Linked DNA regions of Mus musculus: all the other regions are linked to region 3. Evidence: chromatin contacts called from public promoter capture Hi-C data. All regions are on one chromosome and are shown on one strand. The core of a region is the stretch at or near the end of the contact, and the rest is flanking DNA. Distances in the headings are between cores, read along the strand shown.

Region 1 (3,498 bases), core at 944-3,443, 1.2 Mb before region 3:
CTGGATTTGGAGTTACAGTCAGAGGTTAGCTAATACTTGGACTTTAACTTTAGGCTTTGTGAGGAGAGAACAAAATTTTAACTGCTGAACTATCTCTTCAGCACTGAAGAGATTACTGTCCATGTTGATTATTTAATATTTTAAGAAGTGAATTTCATCAGCAACATGTAGAAATAGAGAGATAATATAAAGCACAAAATTGTAATAGTCAAATATAAATCATACATACAGAAATACATTCTCTATGTGAACTGAAATTGGTTTAAGATGATCTGTTCAATGAGTTCATATTGCCTGTTTTGCATTGATTCATGAGGAAACTCAGGTGGCAGGCTTGAGTCACATTTCATTAGTTTCCATTTTGAAAATGTATGCAGAGCTATATCCAAAGTAGAAAATTCCTTTGAGCTATGAGTGCACCACTTGCACATTGAAAGATGTTAAAGATATATATATATATATATATATATATATGTCTGAATTCAAACTGTGGGTATGATTAGGGAAATAACATAACACTGTCATATACTCACAAGGGTAACAGTAATTGCATGGCATAACTGTGCCTTCTATTTTAAAATAACAGGTTGCAGAATAGAATGCAGCAGAACAAAGAAATATATAAGATATAAACAGCCGGGCGGTGGTGGCGCATACCTTTAATCCCAGCACCCGGGAGGCAGAGGCAGGCGGATTTCTGAGTTCGAGGCCAGCCTGGTCTACAAAGTGAGTTCCAGGACTACACAGAGAAACTCTGTCTCCAAAAACCAAAAAAAAAAAAAAAAAGATATAAACATTGACTCCCATCAAACAGGTATAGTATTTACTTCATGGTAAAACATCCCAAATTCAGAAAGCACAAGACAAAGGGATTTAGTGTTTTTTATTTAATTACTTTTACCTGAGACCTAAAGTTTGCAAGTTTACCTAATTTTCACTAATGTTTATATTTTAACTATGTCACATGATCATGCAAATATATAGCATGCTGTATAATGAAAATAATTTAGATATATCATTTTACTAGCTTGTGTACAAAATGACACACATAATTTCACAATATACATACATATACAAACACACACATATTTTAGTGAACACACTCATTTGCATCACAGGGATATGCATCCTTTCATGCAAAGACTCCACAGTCACTTGTCATGACTATTACTATGCATACAATTCTTTCAGAATAATTCAATAACCATGTTAGAAGTGACCAGAAGCTTTCAGGTTAGCTCTTGGCTAGAGGCTTTGGGGAAATATTCCTTTTCAAGGGCAGGCAGAAGCTGGATGCCCGAGAGTCATGACTCATGAGGAGAAAGGGACAAACAGTGGGGAAAACCAAAGAGGACATTGCAGCTACATTTGCCAGAGACCAGCTGGGATTATGCATGAGAGTTGCTAAGAGTTGACATATAGTAGAGATTGTGTAACAGGAGACAAATATGCTAACGAGTAGGAGGATGGTTTTAGTGGCTCTGGATGCAGGGGTGGATTTGGAAGAAACATTCATCCTGGGCATTTGTTGCATCCTTTGCTTGTGCCTATACAGGGTTAGAACCATGAAGCCACTGGCATATAGCATGAGTCCTAGCAAAAGTATATCAGGACTTGACACTAATGCTGCATACAGGATGTCACTGGTTGGATCATGACGCACAGCATAGCAGTATATAAAAGATTTTAGGTTTGTTGTGCTTTCATTGCTATATTTTGCCCTCATATGCACAAGATTAACACTGCTTATAATGAAATGAATTACCCAGTTCAGGTACACAGAATAACCAATGCATTTGTGCATTTTTAATTTAAGCTCTGAATGTCTGGAGTCGCTGGGACTGATCATGATGGCCTGGTAGACACTGAGGAAAGAAGTGCTGCCAATACAAACACCTCTACCTATTCTGCGAAAGGAGAAAATCAATTTGCATCCAATATCATTGAGAAAGTCTTTCAAGCCAAAAGCTGCTATTGTCTGGGGTATGCCTTTGAACAGTACTGTTAAGATGTTGGCTGCAATTAAGTGCACCAGAATCCAGTCTATAGACCTCAACCTGTCCCTTGTTAAGTAAAGAAACATATAGTGGTAGAGGAGAGAAGAATTAGCCAAAACACCAATCATAGTCTGAAACAAGATGATCACTCCTACAGACAGTTCACTGGCATCCATGCAGTCAGTTCCTCCTCTCATTGAGGATACTAAGCCAAAAGATAAGGCTGTGGACACCTGTAGTGTATCACAGAATACACAACATTCTTTATCCTAAATGAGTTCATAAGACATATTTAACCTGTAGGGCATCTTCAAATTTGACATCAATTGTACAAATGAAAGCTACTAAATGTGACAAAAGCACTCAAATATTTGTATATACATACTCTCTTGAATATATGAAAAAGTGCAAATGTCCCCTTAACACTACAGGCATAAAATATCTATGCATGTTCATCTAATATCTGAAACATATCAATTGAAACAATCATTGAAGCAGTTGGACAATAATCAAATGGCATACATGTAACTTTGGAAAATAAGCATAAACCCATACAAAATATGGTTAGATGCCAACCAAATCAGTAAATATCCCAGATAATCTCTTTATTGATACCCAAATAATGGGGTTTTCTAACTAATGAAATAAATATTGAGTTTTGTAAATTAAGGGTATATTTACAACGTGCAATGTGATACATGACAGCTTCAAACAGTCACACTGGTGGAGATGTGATTCCTATAATAATAGATAGCACTGATTAGAATATTTAAGTTCAGAGCAAAATGTAGGAGAGAGAGGAAAGGATATTCCAAAGAACCCAATTTTGTGGTCAGTCTTCCCATATTTAGTTTCCTTGAGAATGTTTTCTAACATGTGAACAAACAATTTAGTCCTAATGGTTGAAGGCAGGAAGAAATTATATTTATAAATAACTTCATTTAAATACCCCTTCTAATGCCCTAAGAAAAAATTCCTGGCATTCTAATCAATTTGTGTATTTTCAAGTTTGTGAGAATTTTGTTTCCATTAGTTGCTTCCTCAATCTGGAACTTCCTCAACCAAGTTTTGGTCAAATGAGATCTGTATTTATAAGAAATTCCAGTCAAGACTTCATTGCTTTATGAAGCACATTTTACTCCTTATTACAAGCATAACATTATAATAGTTGTAAGCCTAGAAGTTCTGAATATATGTTATGTTTATTAGATAAAAGCACAAGTTATTACTACTGTCAATTTGTTGCTTTGAGAACTTCTACATCTGATTTTATTTATGAAAGTTATTTCCAAATATTTCATGGAAAACTTTGTATAAATCAGTGTACAATTTTACAATCTGTGACACAAACAATGTACTAATGAATCATCCATTAAGAGCTTATGATCAAGTCCATCATTGTCTACAATCCCCACTGTGTAGAAGAGCTCAATAAAGCTAAACCTCATCGATATAAATTTCCCACAAGCCCAAACAGTGTCACCAAACATAAAGTGCTTCT
Region 2 (3,315 bases), core at 247-2,746, 1.0 Mb after region 3:
TGAGTAAGGTCTAGGCCTTCACATTCCTCCTGCACCAAGTCCACCTTCACAGCCTTGAAGATCAACAGATCCTTAAATAAAAAAGTAAAACAAACAGTGACAAAAAGCAGACAACAGTTTGGCCACATGTGCAAGGGCAGAGTGCTTTTTGTGAAACAAGGAGTCATTCATTACTCTGATTCCAGTGAGCGAATACAATTATTGAAACGATGCTTTCTAATTTTAGTTTTAATCTAAACTGAGTTTGCTGACTATAAAATCATGATTACACATTTCTGAATTGTGTATTTACACTCCAAATACTGTATTTATAGAGTGCTTACATCTCAAGACAGAAAATTAACAGGGAGTAAAATTTGCTTAGTAAACATTAATGTTTACAGCAGTAACTTTGGCATTTAATAAAGTACTGCTATGGGTAGCTGGCCAGAGATGACCACTCAAACAGTTTATAGCCCACTCAAAGTCTTTATTCCAGCCGGTTGAGACCACACCCAAGTGTTCAGGGACCTAAGTGTTTCTGTGAATGTCCAAAACATAGGGGTTTTAAGGGCAGGGACCTCATCCAGGCATCTTGCATAGCAGCTGCTGGGGCCATTCTGCAGAGTAAGTAGTTTGAAGCAAGCAGTTTTTAACAGTAGCTAAAATAGGAGGTTAGCCATCCTGATGGGAGGTTCCAGCACACCAGCAGCTAGGATCTAAGGTTGACTGGAAGAGGTTACTCAAAAACTTTAATCAATGGCTAAGTATGGTAGGTTAGCTAGGACATCCTGACCTAGAATAGAGTTGGGTCGTTTTTTTCATGGGATTCTCCATCAAGAAAATAATTTTTTAGTTAACCCTGGAAACGGTCTCAGCAGGAATACAACAAGATGGAGGAACCGCTACACTGTTTTGCTCTGTCACAGTGTATATTCTGATTCTATCAAATCTGCACTGGTTCTTCATGCGACTAGTATCTACAAAGCTTTCTGCTGTGCTTAGTCCCAGGGGCAAAGGACAATCTCTGAAATAGGCAAGTAGTAGAACACAGAAGTTAGAAAAAAGCATGCATGAATTTAAATTCCAGCAGCTTTGTAACTATTACAAAGCAATGAGAAGCCTGCTTGCAGACAACAGATGATGCAAATGCTCTAGCAGATTATTTTATGAAAATATTCTGGCCAGCATAAGATAAATGCAAAAATGACGATAAACCCCTGTTCATATGATTTCAATCTTCCCGACAATGGTAGGCTATCCATGGTTAAAAGATTATCTACTACAGAATTGTGAGAGCGGCTTCCTTTGAGCAGCCTCCACCCTTGCTCCCGCCCGTTTCCCAGCCCCGCGGCTCCTCTGACCTGGGCGTTCTATGGCTGCCGGGCTGAGGCTCAAGCTACAGCGCTGTTGACTAATGACTTTCTCAGGACTCCTCTCGCGGCACCTGTGGATGCCTGGAATTTTCACGCCCTCCTAGAGAAGCCCGTGTCCTCCACCCCGGATTCCGGACCTCGCAGCTTCCCCGGTCCCTCAGTGAATGGTGAATTTTTCTGTCACTCTGTGCAGGCTCCTTGGAGCACCGCCCTAGCTCCGCCCACCACACGCTGGTTCCGGTTACGTGAGGGTTTTTTTTTTTTTTTTTTTTTTTTTTGTAAGCCCACCCCTCCCAAGCTCTTCTCTTTCTTTCTTTCTTTCTTTCTTTCTTTCTTTCTTTCTTTCTTTCTTTCTTTCTTTCTTTCTTTCTTTCTTTCTTTCTTTCTTTCTTTCTTTCTTTCTTTCTTTCTTTCTTTCTTTCTTTCTTTCTTTCTTTCTTTCTTTCTTTCTTTCTTTCTTTTTTTCCAAGTCTATCCGATTGTTTTCGTTTTTAAAAACTTCCTCGCCTTCTGATCAGGCGAGTATCCCCGCTCCGCGGAGGCAGGTCCCTCCTAGTCAGTATTGGACAGCCTGTCACACAGCTCTAGCTGTCAGGCTGCGCTGCACACGCTCAGCACAGTCCCACCCACCCACCTACCAGGCTTGCTGACAGCTAGACCAGAACTGGATCTAGTCCGCTGCACCCAGGTCTGACCCAGACCGTGGCTTCTGAAGTCTTCAGATAGAAGTTATTCTGCCTAACTTTTCATCTTGAGATACTAGCCTTCTGGACTACAGCAAAAAGGAATCAGCCGACACCCTAAATTCTGACTTTTGTTCCGCTCCCAACATTATAGTAAACCTAAGGTTAAAATGCCCTTGACCTAAAACAGACAAACAAACAAACAAACAAACAAACAAAAAACCCAAAACAAAACAAAACAAAACAAAAAAAAACTATAGCTGTGTCCTTTAAGGAAAACACTGTAAGTGGTATCTTAAAGATACATAGCTCAAAAACCAAGAGTCAAATTCAAGGAGAACAAAGCAGGTTGAGCATGTAAATGAACTAAAAAAAGACAGGAACAAAATGATTTGTTGGGGGGAGGGGGCAGATAGCAAATGCTGATGGAAATGAGGACGACTTAAGATATGAAGATTGAATTCAATAAGTAGCTAGAAACATCGAAAAAGTCCAAACTGAAGTGAAGCAAGAAATCAAAACTGCAATGTCTAATAATAACTCAGAACAGGTAGGAGACAGAATATCAGGCTTGAAGACAAAGTACGGGAGCGGGATGTCTCAGTCAAAGGAAATGATGAATTAAAAGAAAATACACAAGTAGCACTGTTTAAAGGCAGAAGTGAAATTTAAACTGTGCATCCAACACTTATATGAAATAATTTAAATTTTAGACATTAACAACTCAATCTGGAGAGCTTTACTGGGAAGCTGGGTAATTATTTTCATAACTATGCAAATTGGAGTGACACTGAAAAGCCATCTGCATCCTTCTCTCACAGACCTTCACTATTACCAGCCAAACATCTAAAATTTTAACTTGGGGGAAGACATTTGAAGAACTCGGGATTTTGAAAGGAAATAGATGTCTCAGGAAGTTGATGGTCAGTTAGCCCAACTAACAAACTAGAACTGAATTCATATCATATTGCACACTACGGCTTTCTCCACATGATGGTGACTTTGCCGTTTTGCTAATTCTCAACAGGGGGAAGGAAGGAGGGAGGGAGGGAGGGAGGGAGGGAGAGAGACAGAGAGAGAGAGAGAGAGAGAGAGAGAGAGAGAGAGAGAGAATTGTTAGAAGAATGATCTAGGATTGAAATGAAGTTCAGAATGAGAGGGTGCACTAAGTGAAATATATCATGTGAAAGGGACATCACCATCATCGTCATCGTAGATATCACATCAATCTGTACTTTCATTTTGAGTCTTCATTTTCTATGCTATGTAACACTAGC
Region 3 (3,701 bases), core at 248-2,747:
ATTCCCTTTTCTTATGAAAAATCCAGTTCTTGTTTTCTTTCTTTCTTTCTTTCTTTCTTTCTTTCTTTCTTTCTTTCTTTCTTTCTTTCTTATTAGATATTTTCTTTATCTACATTTCAAATGATATCCCGAAAGTTCCCTATACCCTCCCTCTGCCCTGCTCCCCTACCCACCCATTCCGGCTTCTTGGCCCTGGCATTCCCCTGTATTGGGGCATATAAAGTTTGCAATACCAAGAGGCCTCTCTTCCCAGTGATGGCCGACTAGGCCATCTTCTGCTACATATGCAGCTAGAGATATGAGCTCTGTGGGTACTGGTTAGTTCATATTGTTGTTCTACCTATAGGGTTGCAGACCCCTTCAGTAAAAAGATGTTTTCTAAAACTTTATTTTTAATCAATAGTCTGGTCTAAGATCTGCAATATTGGGCTTGCTTGGACCCAAGGAGTAACATAAGAACTCAGCATATGAAGACATATTTCTGAATGTTTTACTTACATCCTAAACTGCATACAATTCTGATTAAAAAGTTCATGGCCACTAAAAAGTTTGCTTAGTAAATATTAGTGTTTACACCCATAACAGTAGGGCTCGATAAAGTATAATTTTTGGTTCAATAAATCTGCACTATTCCTCATATAATATTATATACAAAGCTCTCTGGGGATGCCTATTAACCGGGCCAAAGGCATTCTCTTGAATAAGCAATTAGTAAAACAAGGCAAGAAAGCAAGAACAAATTTACTTTCCACTATCTTTGTAATTGGCTCATTAGGAAATAGATAATGCAACCGCTCTTTTACAAGGTTTTTTTTTTCTTCATGTTTTTATTGGTTATTTTTTTTACATTTCAAATGTTATCCCCTTTCCACAAACCCACTATCCCCTCCCCCTGCCTCTATGAGTGTGCTCCCCCACCTACCCACCCACTTCTACCTCAGCGCCCTAGCATTCCCCTACCCTGGGTCATTGAGCCTGCACAGGACCAAGGGGCTCCCCTCCCAGTGATGACCAATAAGGCCATTTCCTGCTAAGTGTGCAGCTGGAGCCATGGGTCCCTGCATGTCTACTCTTTGGTTGGTGGTTTTGTCCCAGGGAGCTTAGGTTGGGGCGGGGAGGGTGTTCTGGTTTACCAGTGATTTTATGACTGAATATTCCAGTAATTGTAAAATACATTTTTAAAGAATCACGATAAATCCCAGGTCACAGGATCTCAAACTTCTAATCAGTGGTGAGACATCTACAACAGAACTGTGAGAGTGGCGTCCTTAAGAGCAGCTGCGGAAAACTCCCCCCTGCTCTGCTCCCTCCCGTTTCCCAGCCCCGCAGCTCCTCTGACCTGGGACCTTCCGGGGCCGCCGAGCTGCAGTGCTGGCAGCTGAACTGCTGACTCTCCCAGGTCCGCAGCCAAGAAAATGCTTCGGAGGAGACTTTTCCGGGTCCAGAGAGAGCTAGAATGCAGAAACCGGAAGGTAGAAAGACAATCGGTGGAAGTTCCTGTCACCCAGGACTGGATCTTAGGAGCTGCTCTCCTAGACCCGCCCAATAAACCGTGGTTATGGTCACGTGGTTTCCCAAAATAGTTTGAGAGCAAGAGCTTTCCCCTCCTTAATTACTACTGCTTTTTTCCTGTTCTGGTCAAGGTCCTGCTCTTGCCTTTATCCCTGCCCTGGGGGTTCCATTCCCTCCCGCTCAGTCATCAGCTTCCTGCCACACAGCTCCACCTGTGGACCTGCTCTGCACAACCTCCCTGCTGCTTGCTGACAGACTAGGAAAAACTGGTTCTGAATGATGCTGCACTCTGACATCTGAGAGTGAGTTCTGAAACCCTCAGATAATAAACAGGCAGCCTAACTTCTTAGCTTGGGACACTAGCCTCCTCGGCTACAATCGCACAGCAAAATATAACCAAGACCCTAAATTCCTTTCTTTCTTTCTTTCTTTCTTTCTTTCTTTCTTTCTTTCTTTCAAGTATACAAAAGAGTTTATTTAAGGCATGGGGATGGGAGTTAAGAGAGTAGTAGAGGCAGAGAAAGACAGAAGGAGAGAGTAGGTAAGTGGAGGCTGGCCATGCCCTCCTGGAGAGAGGGTGGAAAGGAATGGAGGGCAGGGGGAGGCACTAGGGAGGTAGAGGCAAGGGAGACAAGAGTTTAAGAGATAAATTCCAATTTCTTATGTTGCACCCCAACACACAATACTAAAAATGACTCACAAAGTTTGGCTTCCTTCCAAAGCATGTATCAAAGCATACATGAAGTATAAGAGGGACCACTGAGATGAAAATGTGGATAAAAACGGATGGGACAGAGAATGATGGGAGGGTGCTCTGCAAGCTCTCTGGGGAGCTCCAGGGACAAAGGTCACTCTGTAGAAACAAAAGCTGTACAACAGGGCAGTTGGAAAGCACTGATAAAGTTAAACTCCAAGAGATTTGAAATGGCCACAATAGCAAAGAAAATAGATAATGCAAATAGTTTGCACAAATATTTTCCTATAAATAGTCTGACAATCATAACATGAATGAAAACATCAGCATCAGCCCCAGTTCATGTAAGAAAAAATATAGTGATACTACAACAGAATTTTGATAGCCAGGAAAAATAAAATGCCTTCTGATGTGAGTTTATAGTACTTAAAATTCCATGCAGACAGGATTCATGGTCAGGGTTAGAACGGTAAGGAAAATGGACGTAATAATACTTGAATTCTCAAGGGAAAGGGCATTTGTGTCTGACACATCATTTTATCACTCTGGTCTATAACACAGAACCTGGTATTTGGGTAAGGAATGCATTGAATATATAGATTTCTTTTGGTAGGATGGCCAGTTTTACTATGTGAATCCTCCTCATCAACAAGCATGGGAGATCTTTCCACATTCTAGTATATTCTTCAATTTCTTTCTTAAAAAAAAACTTGAATCTTTTATCATAGAAGTCTTACACTTGCTTGTAATGTGTTGTGGAAAATATATAATCTCAACTGTTGTTTCTACCCAGATTTTGATTATTCACTTCCAAGGTAAAAGACATACACAATCTTTATAATATGCTTTTATGAGTGCTAGAACTAGGAACGTATCTATGGTCTATGCTATTAATATATCTATATCCCAAATATTAATTCCACTATATTTTGCCATGTTTTATCTTGGCTGCTTTAAACTCCAATTGGCCAGCCAACATGGCCATTATCTAAGACTCTTAGCCCATGGTGGCTTCCTCTTCTTCCACTTTCTTTCTCCCCAGGGTTCTTCTCTGACACACCTCCCCACCAAGCCTATTTCTCTTCTGCCCATCTCTTAGCTGTAGGCATCTTTATTCACCAATCAGTGATCACTTTGGGGGCAAGGATAAAGTGCATCACTTGAGTACCTGCAGAATCTCTGATCCCTAGGAGGCAACCAGGCCTTGGGCCACTATCTAGCATTACAATATGAGCAAAACACAGAACCTCAACAGCATAGAGTTAACACCAACATACTTAATATTTTTTGAGGCTATTGTGAAAGGTGTTGTTTTCCTTTATTCAGTTTGTCATTTGTATAATGGAAGGCTATTGATTTTTGTGCATTAATTTTGTATTTAGCTACTTTGGGGAAAGTGTTTATGAGTTATAGAAGTTTCTTGGTGGAAATTCTTGGGTCACTTATGTATACTATCATATCAATTATAAATAGGGTATTTTTAATTCGTTCCTTG

Evidence for each region. Promoter capture Hi-C pulls out the DNA fragments that hold promoters and counts their contacts.
Region 1: a promoter capture Hi-C map of hippocampal neurons shows a contact between it and region 3, with 3 times the contacts expected there. The contact joins the promoter of Vmn1r233 here to the promoter of Zfp947 in region 3.
Region 2: a promoter capture Hi-C map of hippocampal neurons shows a contact between it and region 3, with 7 times the contacts expected there. The contact joins the promoter of Zfp40 here to the promoter of Zfp947 in region 3. A contact is called at or near these places in 3 of 39 promoter capture datasets (embryonic stem cells, hippocampal neurons and liver) and 1 of 9 other capture datasets (adipose tissue).

Annotation. Positions count from the first base shown.
Region 1 is chr17:20,992,493-20,995,990 of GRCm38.p6, forward strand. Vmn1r233 (vomeronasal 1 receptor 233) reads right to left here and starts at 2,194. Exons shown (of 1, transcript NM_134202.1): 1 at 1,235-2,194. The coding sequence starts at 2,194. The coding sequence ends at 1,235.
Region 2 is chr17:23,191,732-23,195,046 of GRCm38.p6, forward strand. It overlaps Zfp40 (zinc finger protein 40), which reads right to left and starts at 1,497. Exons shown (of 6, transcript NM_009555.2): 1 at 1,344-1,497; 2 at 1-71.
Region 3 is chr17:22,164,480-22,168,180 of GRCm38.p6, forward strand. Zfp947 (zinc finger protein 947) reads right to left here and starts at 1,498. Exons shown (of 5, transcript NM_177596.3): 1 at 1,340-1,498.